3 separate regions of the Gossypium hirsutum genome follow, and regions 1 and 2 are each linked to region 3. Evidence: chromatin contacts called from public Hi-C data. All regions are on one chromosome and are shown on one strand. The core of a region is the stretch at or near the end of the contact, and the rest is flanking DNA. Distances in the headings are between cores, read along the strand shown. Region 1 has its middle 29 kb from the start of LOC121215158. Region 2 holds the start of LOC107909742 (protein JINGUBANG). Region 3 holds the start of LOC107909740 (oxysterol-binding protein-related protein 1D).

What was found. A called contact is a pair of places that touch in the nucleus more often than the background predicts.
Region 1: a Hi-C map of leaf shows a contact between it and region 3, with 2.7 times the contacts expected there. The contact joins the enhancer-like site here to the promoter of LOC107909740 in region 3. A contact is called at or near these places in 5 of 34 Hi-C or Micro-C datasets (callus, hypocotyl, leaf and 1 more).
Region 2: a contact with region 3 is called in a Hi-C map of hypocotyl, with 2.5 times the contacts expected there. The contact joins the promoter of LOC107909742 here to the promoter of LOC107909740 in region 3. A contact is called at or near these places in 11 of 34 Hi-C or Micro-C datasets (anther, callus, hypocotyl and 2 more).

What each region holds. Positions count from the first base shown.
Region 1 is chrD02:58,610,637-58,615,345 of Gossypium_hirsutum_v2.1, reverse strand. No RefSeq gene overlaps it. Among protein-coding and RNA genes, the nearest start is that of LOC121215158, 29 kb to the left of the region's middle. Within about 2 kb of position 2,900, at least 2 of the 9 cell types and tissues checked have an H3K27ac peak or open chromatin away from gene starts, as enhancers often do. A contact at or near this core is called in leaf, where this site is marked.
Region 2 is chrD02:58,955,377-58,960,171 of Gossypium_hirsutum_v2.1, reverse strand. LOC107909742 (protein JINGUBANG) reads right to left here and starts at 2,883. Exons shown (of 1, transcript XM_016837380.2): 1 at 1,091-2,883. The coding sequence starts at 2,815. The coding sequence ends at 1,466.
Region 3 is chrD02:58,805,874-58,810,885 of Gossypium_hirsutum_v2.1, reverse strand. It overlaps LOC107909740 (oxysterol-binding protein-related protein 1D), which reads right to left and starts at 2,193. Exons shown (of 8, transcript XM_016837378.2): 1 at 1,077-2,193. The coding sequence starts at 1,589.

The DNA of each region.
Region 1 (4,709 bases), core at 1,651-4,150, 200 kb after region 3:
AAGTTTTTAACGAGGCAGCTTGTAATAAAAGATTGTATACTCTTTTTCCTTCATTAGGTTTTTTATCCCACAGGGTTTTTCCTAATAAGGTTTTAACGAGGCACATTATCTACAAATGGTCATCCAAGGGGGAGTGTTATGAATATCTTATTAAGTAGATGTCATGATCAAGACAAAGTTTTAATGTACTTTAAATTCTAATATTTATTAGAATTAGATCTCTACTTCTTTTATACTTCTTATGCTTATAAATAGAGACTCTGATGAAACATTGTAATATCCCTTTTGATCAATAAAGTACATTTTCTATTGCTTTCATATTTTCTTTGTTTTTTATTCTCTCTATCTCTTTTTATTTTATAACACCTATAATATTTTGAAAAATATATAAAACTTTGTAATGCATAAATTTAAAATTTTAAAAATTATATAAAAATATCTAAGGAAAATTATTTGGTACACTGTCAGTAGGGTCAAGGGTTTGACAAGTGTCCTACAGAGGTATAGTAAAATATTAAAACATAAATATTTTTAAAAAAAAAAGAGTCACGTATTAATTTTTTAAGGTTGTGGGATAAAAAAAAGTACATTGTCAATGGCCCAAATACTTACTCAATATATAAATATATGAAAGAACTAAAATGCACATCTACAATGAAACTAGGGTCATTCTTGATGTAAAAAAAATTATATATTTTTTTATTAATTTATGTATTTTAAAATTATTTAAAACTTTATATATTTTTAATTTAAAAATAATAATATAAATAACCTGATATTTTATAAAAATAAAAATATATAAACTTATTAAAAATATATCTAGAATGAACCTGGACAAATTAGTGTACAAATTAAAAGAATATATATGTTTTTTTATTAATTATATATTTTAAAGATTTTTAAATTTTAAATTTTTATCCACCACGTGGTATACTGAGAGGTTGCTACACGTTACCATTGGATTGACGATCAGTGCCACGTCAATATAAACTAGCGGTGTTAATACTTTTGGATACCAAATAAGTTCAAAAAATGTTCAAATAATAATTAAGTACTTTTGGATAAGATCAATAGAAAAACTACATATTAACCCTTTGAATAAAAACCCTAGATAAATATGGTTGTTCCTTAACTAGAAATAAGACCTCTTGAAAACATGAGCCTCAAGCTCAGCAGGGTGGGCTCCAGAGCTGCCCTCTCAACAGCGTCTTTGATCTCGTTTTCGGAAGCGATATTGTCGCCTCATGCACAAAGCCTTACGCCTCATAATAAACTTCTTCGACATCTCTCCGTAGGGCCAATTTTCTTCACTTTTAACTGATTGAGTTTTTTTTTTTGGTTTAATTTGATGAATTATATGTATTGGTTAATGATTTGAAGGTATTATGGAGGTACATTGTCAGAGAGATGCTTGGTAAGGGACTTAAAGCTCTTGGAGTTACGAGAAGTGAATATATAATTTCGACAAAATGTGGAAGATATCGTGAAGGTTTTAATTTCAGTGTTGAGAGAGTAATTAAAAGCATTGATGAAAGTTTGGAGAGATTGCAACCTGAATATGTGGGAATTTTTTTTGTAAAATTTTATTATAATATAATTTTAGATTTTTTTATGTATTTTGTATGATTTTTTAAAATTTTAATTAAAAAGTTTTATAATTTTATTAGAATCAAGGACTAAATTAAAATAATTTATAAATGTTAAAGGTGAATTTCTTTATAAACTAAATTAATAAAATGTATAACCATGGGAGATCAAATATATTACTATCCAAAATTTAAAATCACAACATCATCAATCCATCGTAGACTTAAAAACACTTAACAAAAGAAATAAAAATAATAATAAATTTTATTAGTTGAGTGAAAAAAAATTTGCCGTAATGGATAGTGTAATTTACCTATACATTTTTCTGAAGTTATGAAAATATAAAAAATATATATAAATACTTTAAAAATAATATTCATGGTTTTTATATAGAACTTTATTAGTTAGTTAGTAGTAGTACCAGCAAATTTAGATTAATGTTTCCATAAAATATATAATAATAAAAAAGTGACAATTCCCAACAGTGTCAGTTTAGCATTCCAATGTCGGTTAAGAGATAAATGATTATTATTATTATTATTATTATTATTATTATTATTATTTGTTCAACAGAGATAACTGATTGATGAGGACAACATATGGATAATCAGATCAACAACATGGTTATAACTTATGTACTACGGTTGGTAGTTTCAATTTTATATCCAAGAAAAAAAGATTTCATTAATTTAATAATAAATGATTTAATGCATTTTTTTAAATATCATAATAAAAAGTACTTAACCTTTAAAGTTGCAAAATGTTACATCAAAAAAGGGGAAAAATTTTTGGCAAAATGACATGTGCGTTCTGAATATATAATTAATTAACCCTCAAATTCTATATACAGCTAATTTTATTTTATGAAAAAGAAAATAGTTTGCTAAATTTATTAGAAACATTAAAATGAATGAAATGAAATGTGAACATTTGAAGCAAACACATGGAATATGGAGTGGGGACTTGCAATGTGAAAATAATGCAGATTTGAGATCCTATTGTTTATAATAATTTATTGGATTCAGGTATTGTTTTGTTTTTCTCTGAGAAAATAAGTTGATAGAGCGAAAACGTAAACATTACACATGGTTGAGATACAAAACCTAACGTGTTGGAGATCCAATCCTCAACATATTCAAGTTTTTTTTTTTAAATCATTTTAATGGTGCCAAGACCAAACTTTTTAATCTTAAATCTATAGGTGGGTATTTAGAGATTGAAGATAGAAATGGGCACATGCATGAGACCGTACCGACCGTTTAACTGATGGTAGGGAAGCACGTTCTCCCATGTGAACCTTGTTCCCCCGCATTCTCCACCTCTGAAACCCAACCCCATTCCCATTTTCACAGGGTTTCTTAAATCCCATCGGTGTATGCGGTGCAACTCTCTTAACTTTGTAGACTGACAAAAAGGGCAATGTTGTCGAATACAATTCACCACTACTTTAATCCCACTCCACATGTCTTTGGTTAATGCTGATGATCCCACCATCTTTTTGCATTTTCATTATAACTATACATTTATGTTTTCATTTATTATTTAATCATCATTTTTTCTCTGATTTAGTAATAAAAGCAAAAGTCTATAGTCTTTATACGCATGATATACATATATGAGTAGGGTAGTTTTATGGATGAAATTAATAAATTGGGTCAAAACATCACATGGGATGAACAACATGCCATGTGCCTTCCCAATACATGAAAATGACACCTTTATTTCCCTGTTTGCTTATAAATTGGCACAGGCTGAATCCAGATCCATTTCCCATTTCCCATTTCGACTACCTAAATGTAAAAAATATTAAAATGCCAAATCTGGATTGAATCTAATAATTGCTTAATGTCATTTCATTTTCCCCTCACAACAGAATTAAGTATAAAAATTCTGTTTTGATGAAAACTAACAGCGCCGTCACTTTATTAAGTGAATGCCACAATCATATTCCATATAATTGTCACACCTTTACACACACACCCCAAAAAAATGCAAAAAAAAAATTGGATTTAAATTGTGAGGGTGAAATGTTATTTAGGGCTATTCATGTAAATATATATATTAACTACAAATGAGACCTTAGATTTAATGATTATATTTCACATCTAATAATAAATTTAATTTTTATACCTTTTAATTTCTATTTACAAAAAATATTTGTGGATTCTTAATCCAATTAAAAAAATAGCCCATAAACGCCAACAACTTGGATATAAGATTTATTTATTCAAATCCTTAATTTCACTTTTCATTTCTCTTTTTTATAATAGGATAATGTATTTTAATTCAACTTAATTAAATTTTGGTATAATGATTTATTTGGTTTCTAATTTTATAGAAAAAATTATTTTAGCCATTCATTTAATATTTTTTTTATCTTTTTTAGCTTTTGAACTTACATTTTTTTTATCAAATCACTCCAAAATAGATGAAAATTTTAACGTTTTTTAACTTTGCTGATGTGGTATACATGTGGATGACATATTAGCATCTAATTAATTTTTTAAAATTTTAAAAATTAAAAATCATTAATTAAATTTTAGTGCCGACATATCATTTACATAACAATCCACATGTATATTATGCGTGAAATTTTCCTTGTGCGGAAAAACAAAATTAAAAGACAAATTAAGGAGCCTATCAAACTTGGGTGATACGAAAAGAAAACTCCAAAAATGATTCTTATTATGCTAAACATCAATATACTAATAGATTGATTGTTTGACAAGAATCCAAAAAAGTACGTAATTACTGCAAGGAACAAATAACACATCTTGTTTGTCAACTTTATTCCCTTCTTTTTTTTAATATAAAATAGGGTTGCTAAATATTTGATTTTCTAAACTTTAATTATATAACTCCTAACATTCCCTTGAATAATTTAGAGAGGAAGAAGAAGTCAACCAATTCCTAATGATTGGCTCAATTGGTAGTTTATGGAACTAATTGTTTGGCTGTACCAAAGATCCTTATATTTTAGTGTGATGCCTAATTGCATTTCTCTAACTTGCATCATCATTTTATGGACTTAAACAATCTCACATGAATAAAGTTGGATATGGACAGTCCTGTAGAATTAACGGACGGCCAAGGAGCCCACAACTGATAAAAGCATTTTGGCT
Region 2 (4,795 bases), core at 1,634-4,133, 150 kb before region 3:
TGGAATATTAGAAATGTTATGCATATGTAATTTGGGAATTATGATCCTAATATATAATTTTTGCACATTAACCTTAATTTCTAATCAACCTATCATTAATTAGAAATTAATTATTAGGGTATATACACATATTTAGCTCATATTTTATTTAATAATTGAAACTCAATAAGTCTTAACCAAATTAGATCATTTTTAATTTGAGCTAATATTTTATGATAGTAAATAATAATATGTAATTATTCTTTTTATATATGTGATGTTCATATGATCCAGCAATCTCCCACTAGGACCACATATATACACTAATTGCATTATAATTATATGTTATGAGCTCAAAATCTTACTATCATATTCAAAAGATATTTTCAACAATCTCGTCAATTAATTATGTTAACATAGAGCCAATGCGACTTTACTTACATATACCTTAACTAAATTAAACCATGACATTAACAAAACCAAATAACATAGATCAAATATGGATGTGTAGCATGAAAATTACACGAAATGTGATCTAAACATGTTTATTTCCAACTAGTAGGGGTGTTCAAATTGTTAACCAATTTGTTAAATTGAACTGAATTAGTATTAATCGAATTAACCAAACTTTTTAATCCTTTAACCGTTAACTGAACCAAATTTTTTTCAAAAAAATTTAATTGAACTGAAATATTTCGGTTAATTCGGTTAACCAATTTTTTTTTGTTAAAACAAGTATAAAACATATATAAATAAATAAATTGATAATATTCATTTGACCGAATTATCCAAATTAGTAATAGCATAATACATATATTATTATTTATTAAGTTCGGTTCATTAGATTATTTACCCAATTTCAAACCGAATTAACCGTTAACTGAAATTTTAAAAAACTTTTAACTAACCTTTAACCAAACTAAATTGGTTAACTAACCGATTAACCAGATTAGATTGGTTGGGTCGATTAATTTAATTTTAACCGAAATTTGAACATCCTTATTACCAACTGGTCCTTAAACCATAATAAAATCAAAATTTATCAAAAATAAATTATAAATAAATCAAATAAACCTTATTTTTATAAAAAAATCTTAAAATGCCCATAAACTAAAATAACAAATATATGTATAACATAAAAACATTTAAATTACAAACTCGAAGAATGATGGTGGCCAGGTGTAAGATATGCACACATAAGCACATGTACGGTGCCTCAAATATATCTTACTTTTATTACTTAGAATTACTACATCTAATTAATATTGCAATTGATTATCCTGAAAAAACATACTATTGCAATTAAACATTTTCTTTTTTCTAAATGAACAACATGAAAATAATCATATATCTTCCAGGAAGCAAACAAAATTGAAAAAAATAAAAGAAACAAAAGAACAAATAATCCAGGGTTGGTAAAACGTCCAGGACCATATCAGAAAAAATTTAAGCGGCCGCAAATTTTCCTTTTCTTTTTACGATGTATTTATGATTCAATTCCTTTTTTTTCACAAATTCCATTTTCAGAAATCCGTCGCCGACGAGGGATACCGGGTTTCGAAAACGAGACCTTCCACATTCTAATTTCGCCATCCAGGCTTCCGCTAATAACCGAAACTACATCACTATGTTCATCGTCTCTGACCGCCGTCAACGACTTCACCGGCTTCTGGTGACCTTCCAAAACCGCCAAACAACAATATTTCCCTTCCACTCCACGTTGCCAGATCCTAACCGTCCTATCAGCGGACCCGCTCATTAGTAAATCACAGACGTTGATCAAGCATAGGATTGCCTTTCCATGCCCTCTCAGCGCTCCCGTCACCACCATGTAATTGGCGCTATCTTCCCTCTCCCATACCAGAATCGAACGGTCACACGCACCGGAGAATAGCACTGATCTTTCGTCGTCTAAAGCCAGTGCGTTTACTGCTGACTTATGCTTCTCAAGAGTCGCCACCAATGCGTACCGCTTCTCGCCTGAGGGTTTCGCCCAGACCCGGATCCGTCGGTCAGCAGACCCTGTATAAACCGTTCCGTCGAAGGAGGCGGTGATGGCGTTAATGGCGTCGTCGTGTGCTTTAATAGACTGTAAACAACGCGCATCCGATGCTCGCCATATCTTCAAGGTTTTATCCCAAGAAACTGAGTAGATTAAACCTCTATTGACGGCGAGTCCAGTAACGGCGTCGGCGTGTTCGATCCACAACCGCTTCACGTGACGGCGAACATTGACATAGTTCTTTGGGAGAACAAGACGACGTAAGCGGTCGTTAACGGTAGGTAGGGCGGTTAAGAACTTGTGCTTTTTAGTCACCGTCATTTGCCAGACTCGGATCTTAGAGTCCTGGTGAGCAGTGAAGACTTTTCCGTCACAGAAAGTGACAGACTTAACGGAACCGGAGGATGATTCGTTGCCGTTGTAGGCATCGAGAAGAGTGGATGTTTGGCGATCGTAGACGCTGATTTCGTTAACAGAAGCAACATACAAGAAGTTACCCTGAACCGCAACGCAGGTGATCGGGTGGTTGGGTTGAGGCATAATTGAAGAAACGCTGATGTCAGAGACGGAAAAGACTAAGGTATCAGGGAAAAGCTGTAAGGAAGGTACAGATGGCAGGGTCTGGAGGGAAAGGTTGCTAGGGAGGCTGCTGTAGCTCGTGTCACTTGAAGAAGCTGAAGATGAGGTGGCGCTCCCTCGATTATCGGAGAAACTATCGGAAACCAAATGTTCCGATAAGCGCGGTTGTTTTTTAGGGAACGGAATGGTGGAGTCCTGGGTTAAAGTGGCGCAGCTGCTGGTTGCGCATGTAGCTAGCCATGATCGGACCTTCATGCCGGCCTTTCAGACCTAAAACAAAAATATAGAAGCTAGGCACGAGAGAGGATTGAAGCAGGACCTTCGTTGTGGTTTATAATTATATAAAGAAAATAAAAGGTAATGCCACGTGGAGTTAGAGAGTGGATAGGTACGATCAGTCCTAGGCTCCAAAAGGACAAGAAATGGCACGTCAAGAGGAGTAGTTTTGTAATTTAATGGGGGTGCTCTTTCCCAGCTTGCTGCTTTGCAAATTACAACTCTGCAGCGGGAAAGATTCATTTAGTTGGCTAACCGCGTCCAGCTCCGTAAAATAGAATTTAGGATTATCAATACAAATTTTAACTCAATATTTAACATAAACAATTTATATTTAAAGCATTAACGTATATATATTGTATTAGTTTATAATTTAAAAAAAAATTAACTTTCAAAATTTATAAATAATCTTAAATTCATTCTAATTCTAAAGAATTCAAAAAAATATATAAAATACATAAATACTTTCAATAATAATAAATTTTATATTAATATTAACATTAATAATAAAAAATATAATTATATTAATATTAAATTAAATAAAAATCCTCCCACCTCCGTAGCTCACCCCCTCCCACCACCATTCCCTTACCCCCGAGGCAATTAAGAAGAAGAATGAGAAGGAATATTACAAGTATTTGGATACAAATTAGCCATGGAATTCGGAAGCAATAGAGGGACAGTGGTGGGTGGGGGTACGAGGACGGTGGGAAGGGAAGTTCCGGTGGGAGAGAGGGAGAGCGACTGGAGTGGGAGATTTTTATTTTATATTAATATTAATATTAATATAAAATTTAAATTTATTATTCTATCTTTTGAAAATATTTACCTAATTTTGAGACCATTTGTAAGTCTTGATGGTTAATTTTTTAAAATTATGACTAAATTAATATAATATGTAAAAGTTGAGAAATAAAATTGTTATTATACCAAATTTTTAACTTCTACATCAGCGTACCGTTTGTGACTATAACAGGAGTGGCTAGAATAATTGAAATATATAATATGAGTGCTTAAAGTATAAACATTTTATTTTGAGTGCCTAAAATGAATTTATTTTTATAGTTTGGTTACTATCTATATAGTTTACTTAGATTTTATATATTAAAAATTAATTATACTATTAATGTATATTTTATAAAAAAATATAGTTCAAAAAATATTTTTATTTATTAATTGTAGATTTTTTAAAATTATATTATTGATGGATTAAATTGATTTGATGATTTGGTTATTTCCCCAATTTAATTTTTATACGGGCACAAATCAATGATATGAAAAGTTGGAAATATTTTTCTCGGTTAGGAAAATGGGGTCATTTAGGCTTTAGTTAGTGTAATGATGGCGGCCTAGCTAGAAGATATTTAACTAAGCTGTCTTCGATTGAATCATTTGCATTCTTTCTCCAAAATAGATCATTTTAAGAAAAATAATAGAAAGGAACATTTAAATTTTCATGGTACAAAAAGGAAAAGTCGAAATCATCACCCCACAACTTAGCTTAGCTGTTTCAAATTCTAATTTGATGGTACATGAATGTACACTTGAATCTCTAATCCATTCTTATTATTGTTTCCTTGTTTCTTATATCTACTTTTTTGCAAAATAAAAAAAAATCCCAAAGTAGCATTAGTATGATGAAGTATTTCTGGACTTTAAATTATCATAGTACGAACAATAATCTTCATGAATATTTGATAGATATAAAGAAATAAATAACATGAAAGAAACCATGTAAATGTGCTTTTGAAGAGGAATGGGAAATTATGAAAAGAGTTACTGCTTTTCAGTTTGGTAGGCTTACAATAAATAACATGAAAGAAACCATGTAAATGTGCTTTTGAAGAGGAATGGGAAATTATGAAAAGAGTTACTGCTTTTCAGTTTGGTAGGCTTACTGTGAGATATTTGAGAGTTCCGCTGGTCACAAGGAAATTAAATGCTACAGATTGTGCTCCT
Region 3 (5,012 bases), core at 944-3,443:
GGCAAGAGAAGTACTCATTGTTGAAACAATGATATGAATTAGGGCATTGTCTTTCTTTCTCTTGAAATGTGCTTTCTCTTTTCTTTTTTTGGTCAAAGTGTGTTTTAGCTTTCTGATGGGCATCGTCTTTTTTTTTAATTAAAAAAAATAAGTGTAGAACTTGTGTATGTGTCATGCTTCAATAAAGTAGGCTGATTTCGCAGTCTGATTCTCATTAGAAATGATGTCTACTTTCTTATTGATCTTTCTCCAAAGAGTTCATCAGAATGATGCAACTGCAAGAGAATGTCCGGAATTACATTTGGGTGGCTTATTGCCACAATAACGGGAAAAGGAAGCATGTAAAAAGCTAGTCTACTATATAGACTTTCTGCAAATGTTAGTGATCTTAATATTAGAAACCATAGAAACAGACTTTTGCAGAAACAAGTACTTGCATACTTCAAAGCATCCAAGCTCAGAATTTCCTTCTCTTTTTTTAACAATGAACCCAAAAGGATCTTCTCTTTACTCCCACTAATCCTCCAAGAGGATGTCTGAAACTATATTTCGATGGTTATGGCCGCAATAATGGACAAAAGAAGTATGTAAAGGGCTAATCTACTATATGGACACCCCTCAGGGACTTAGAAATCTCTACATTAGAAACCATACAAGCAGACTTTCGCAAAAACAATTATTCCATACTTCAAAGCATCCAAGCACAGAATTTTCTTTTTTGAGAATTAACCCAAAAGAACCTTCTCTTCTCTATTACTAATCCTCCGATCTTTCGCGGTCTCTAGCTTCGGTCCGATGGGACCTTCCTAGTGGCTCTATTGAAGGAAAGTGGCATAGGAAGAAATAATGCTAAAGAATTTCCAACATAATTTTCTAGTACTAAATTTCAAGGCATGCATCAACGACTACATATGAAGAATTAAAAATTACAAAAAGGGAAAGTTTATGGTACGTATATTCTTTTTCCTTCAAATAAAATACCGAAAGAACCGGCCCTTTTGCCACGGCAATAAGAATAACATAAAAAGCGGAAATGAAATCAGAACTGAGTGATAAAAGGGAGAAAGCAAAATAACCTTCAAATGGATTTCACCAAACGGCTTGCACTGAGTTGTCACCGAGTTAACCCGATTGCTACTCCAGTTAGCTTTCCTCATATACCGGACCGAGTCCTCGCCGATCACTCGTACGCTCTTCTCCCTTGATGGACTCATCAAAATCTTATCAGGTCCGTGAATCTTATAATACGAGAGAACTCCGTCTTCCAAAACGAACCACCGCGACCTCCATCCCTTTCCATAATTCACCCATTTGTACAGGATCCCGGCGACGCCGTGGGCGGCGTTAACCTCTCCGATAATAGGTTCGTCGAATATTGCCATGGAGGTGTGATTCATTACCGACGGCGAGGATCTGTCAGTGTCGGCGTTGACTGAGGAGACTTGTGAGGAGAAACTCGGTTTCGAATAGTTAACTGTTCTGACGGAAGGTTCGATGCTTAGCTGACATTGCGGACCCGATTTGGTAACCACCGGGTTAGCTCGGTCACGATCGATGGAAACCGGAGCAATGCAGCACAGAGGATTCATCTCTTTCCAAACTTAAAAGCAATAACAACAACAAACAAACAAATCTTACATTTAAGACGACGACGTTGGATCGGATTCAAATAAATGCCCGGGACAAAGAGAAGCAGCGGAAGAGCAGTAGGAGAAGCTCCGATTGGGGAAGAACCAGGCCGGATCCGAGGGAATGTGAGACCCGATCGGAGCTCGAAACGGAACGTTTTCGAAATGACATAGAAACGGAGAAATATAGAAGGTGAAAGGCGGAGGGGGAAGTTACGAGAAGTTATAAAGAAGCGTTGCAGTGCGCACACAGATCCATTTAAGGCAGTGGTCAGTGATTTCAGTATAGGAGTCAGGGAGGTCTCGATGCGCAGGTTAAGCTAAACGCCATTAAAATTAAATCCAATATATAAATGCATGGGATTTTCTTTTCCCTAAAAATAATTAAAAATTTAAAAATGTTGAGGTTTTTTTATTTGGGGGGGGGGGGTTGTTTTAACGATTTGGTGTTTCCGGGGTGACGATGATTGTGGGTGGGGGAGGCAGCTAACGTGCGCACTTTTGTGTGTGATTGAAGAACTGGAGGGGGAGTGTTTGTCCGTTGGGTAAATCTGGCCCCTTCTCCCGTTCATCTCATAATGACGTTTTTGTCCCTATCTTGCACATTTATTATTAAAATGATGGCTATGTTTTTCTAAGGGTGTTGTGGTGATTTCCTACCTGATTGTGAAAGGGATTAATGAATGAAAAGATGGGGGATTTTGATGCCCGTAATAGAGCAGCAGTGAGGCCGGCAGACCACTCGCTTTTTTCATTTTTACCAATTTGAATAATTAATAATAATAAAATATGTGCTTAATTTCATTAAACCCACTTTAATCTAACCAAATCATTAATCATTATTAATTTTTAATGATTTGGTCTGCCTGCCTCATTAAAGAAAGTAAATGGTAGCTATGGTAAAACCGGGGATAAGTAATAAAAGTGGAAATATCAACAGCATCATTGAAGTTGGTTTTAATGAGTGTGATGCGGGTCAGACATATTCAATTTCAACGTCATTGCTGATGCTGCTAATGCTTACTGAAACCTGCCACTCCCGCTCTGGATCGCTTTCAACAACAACACATAAAAAAAGGAAAAGGTTTTACTCGCCTGGGTAAAATCAAATTACCAAGTTTGAATTGATTGGGATCAGGTCTGTTTGTTTCTCAATTTTAAATTTTGTGTTTCATCCTCTTTTCTTTATAATCTAATTGTTTTTATTTTAAATAATTGCTTGTATACAAATTTAAAATTACTCACTTTTCTGTTTTGTATGAAAACTTTCCAACAATTATATTAGATTTTATTAAATATGGAATGGAGTTAAAAGCTTTCGACTGGTTTTTATAAGACTTCGTCAACATCGATGCAGTTTGAATTGACTTCCCAATTTTGTTTGGAATTTGCATATAAGTTCATATATTCAAAGCTTCTTACCTTGACAATTTGTATTTATATTTTTTTCTTTTTCAACTTTAACTAGTATTTAAACTTAAAAATCATAAATTAAGTTACTACTTTTTATTCTTACTTACTGTATTTAAAACAATCAATTAAATTACTACATGTGTATTAAAAATACATAATGTGAAATTCTTTTCTTTTAATTTATATTAATTAAAAATAAAAATAAAAATAATTATTTAATTCATCTTCTCCACTTTCGATTCTTCTCTAATTTTCAGCCAAAAATTAATTTTCATTTTCTAATAATCAAAAACCAATATCCCAAAATTCCATATCTTAATCCCCAATCTCTCTACTTTTGTTTCTTCTTCATACCAGAAAGAATCAACATTGCATCTTATTTTGAGGTTGAGAGATGGAGCTCGCAAATCCAACCAAGACAATTTGATAGTGTTGTGCCCTAATATAGGTGAGAGCTAAGAAGTGAGGCCATAACAATCAGTTAAGGTTCAAAAAAGTCTTCATCTCCAAAAATTTTAGGTTAAAAAAATTGTATTCATCTTCAAAAAATCTCAAACTCTGATTCTTAATTTCTCCAACATCAATTGACCATTGTTTCTTATTTGGTGAGCTCTCTTAAAAATGCTTTCAAAATTATCTCTTAAAAATCCCAAATCTCTATGGTTGGTTGAATGGTTTCTTATTTAGATAAAAAATTTTAGGAAATGGACAGAAGATTAAGGGTGTAAAAAATAACAAGACAGAAAACTTGATTTACTTGAATAGTTTTCGAAGAACTGTATGATGCGAAAGAAAAAGGAAAATTAATTAATTGAAAATATAGATGAAATTAAGATAGATTGAAATTCTTTTTGACACATGGCATTAAATGATAGGTCAAAATTACAAAAATTAATAGCGTAAAAAAGTACTAAAAATTACCAATTTGACGTATGATTTTCAAGTTTAAATATCTAAAGAAAAAAAAAAGAAAAAAAGATATAAAGTAAGTACAAATATTAACCTTTTGCATAAATTTGAGTTTACATGCAGCTGGGTAGCTTTAACACAATAAATTTATAAGAGCTGGACTCGTGAAACTCTGCCATTAAAGTGCAATTATTTGTAGATAACTTAATTAATGCATTTGCAGATTATCAATACTCAAAGCCGCTTCGATGCGTTTTCTTTCTTTTTTCTTTTTCAAGTTAATAAATGTAAGTAAAATTAGAAGTAATATATATGTTAATTAAAGGGAGAGATCTACAAAATTAAACAACTAAAGTAGTTTATATTTTTTTATACTATTAATATTTTAGTGATTTAACTGTTGAATTTTTATATTAGTGTAAGTGAATTTCTGTTTCTAAATTAATTATAGTTGGAATTAATTATTATACAGCACAATCAAACTAATATTAAAAATATATTTAGAGTCAAGTCAAAATAATCTGAAAATTACTCATACATTATAAAATTTAAGCCAAAATAAATCTAAAAACACCTTCACATAGTTTATGCAGTGGAAGTTGAACCTAGGTCATCATATCCCAAGGCCTTAGCCTTTATCAACAAAGCAAAGGCTTCATTAGTCAATAATATACTTCTATTCATAACACATCCCCCAACTCTTAAAATAGAGGAAAAACACATTTAAACATGCTTAAATCCATGTCTTCTTGGTTGCTGCAATAGTAATTGTTGCAATTGAGCCCAAGTGAGATCGATGATGCCATCTATGTGTCTCACAAGGCCATCAGGATCACACATGACCACACTAAGGCTCGCCCTTCCTCGCACTATGTTAAGGGCCAAATCAACATTAAGCTTCATATTTCTCCCCTTCAATGAGCTCCAACATGATAGTTGTGGCCTAAGCAGTAACATCAACCTTTAGATTAAGTTATGTATACAGAAGTCACAGTGCAGTCCACTCGCATTATTAAGCACAATGTGAGACAATGTACTCTTCCCATGCAAGATATTATTGTT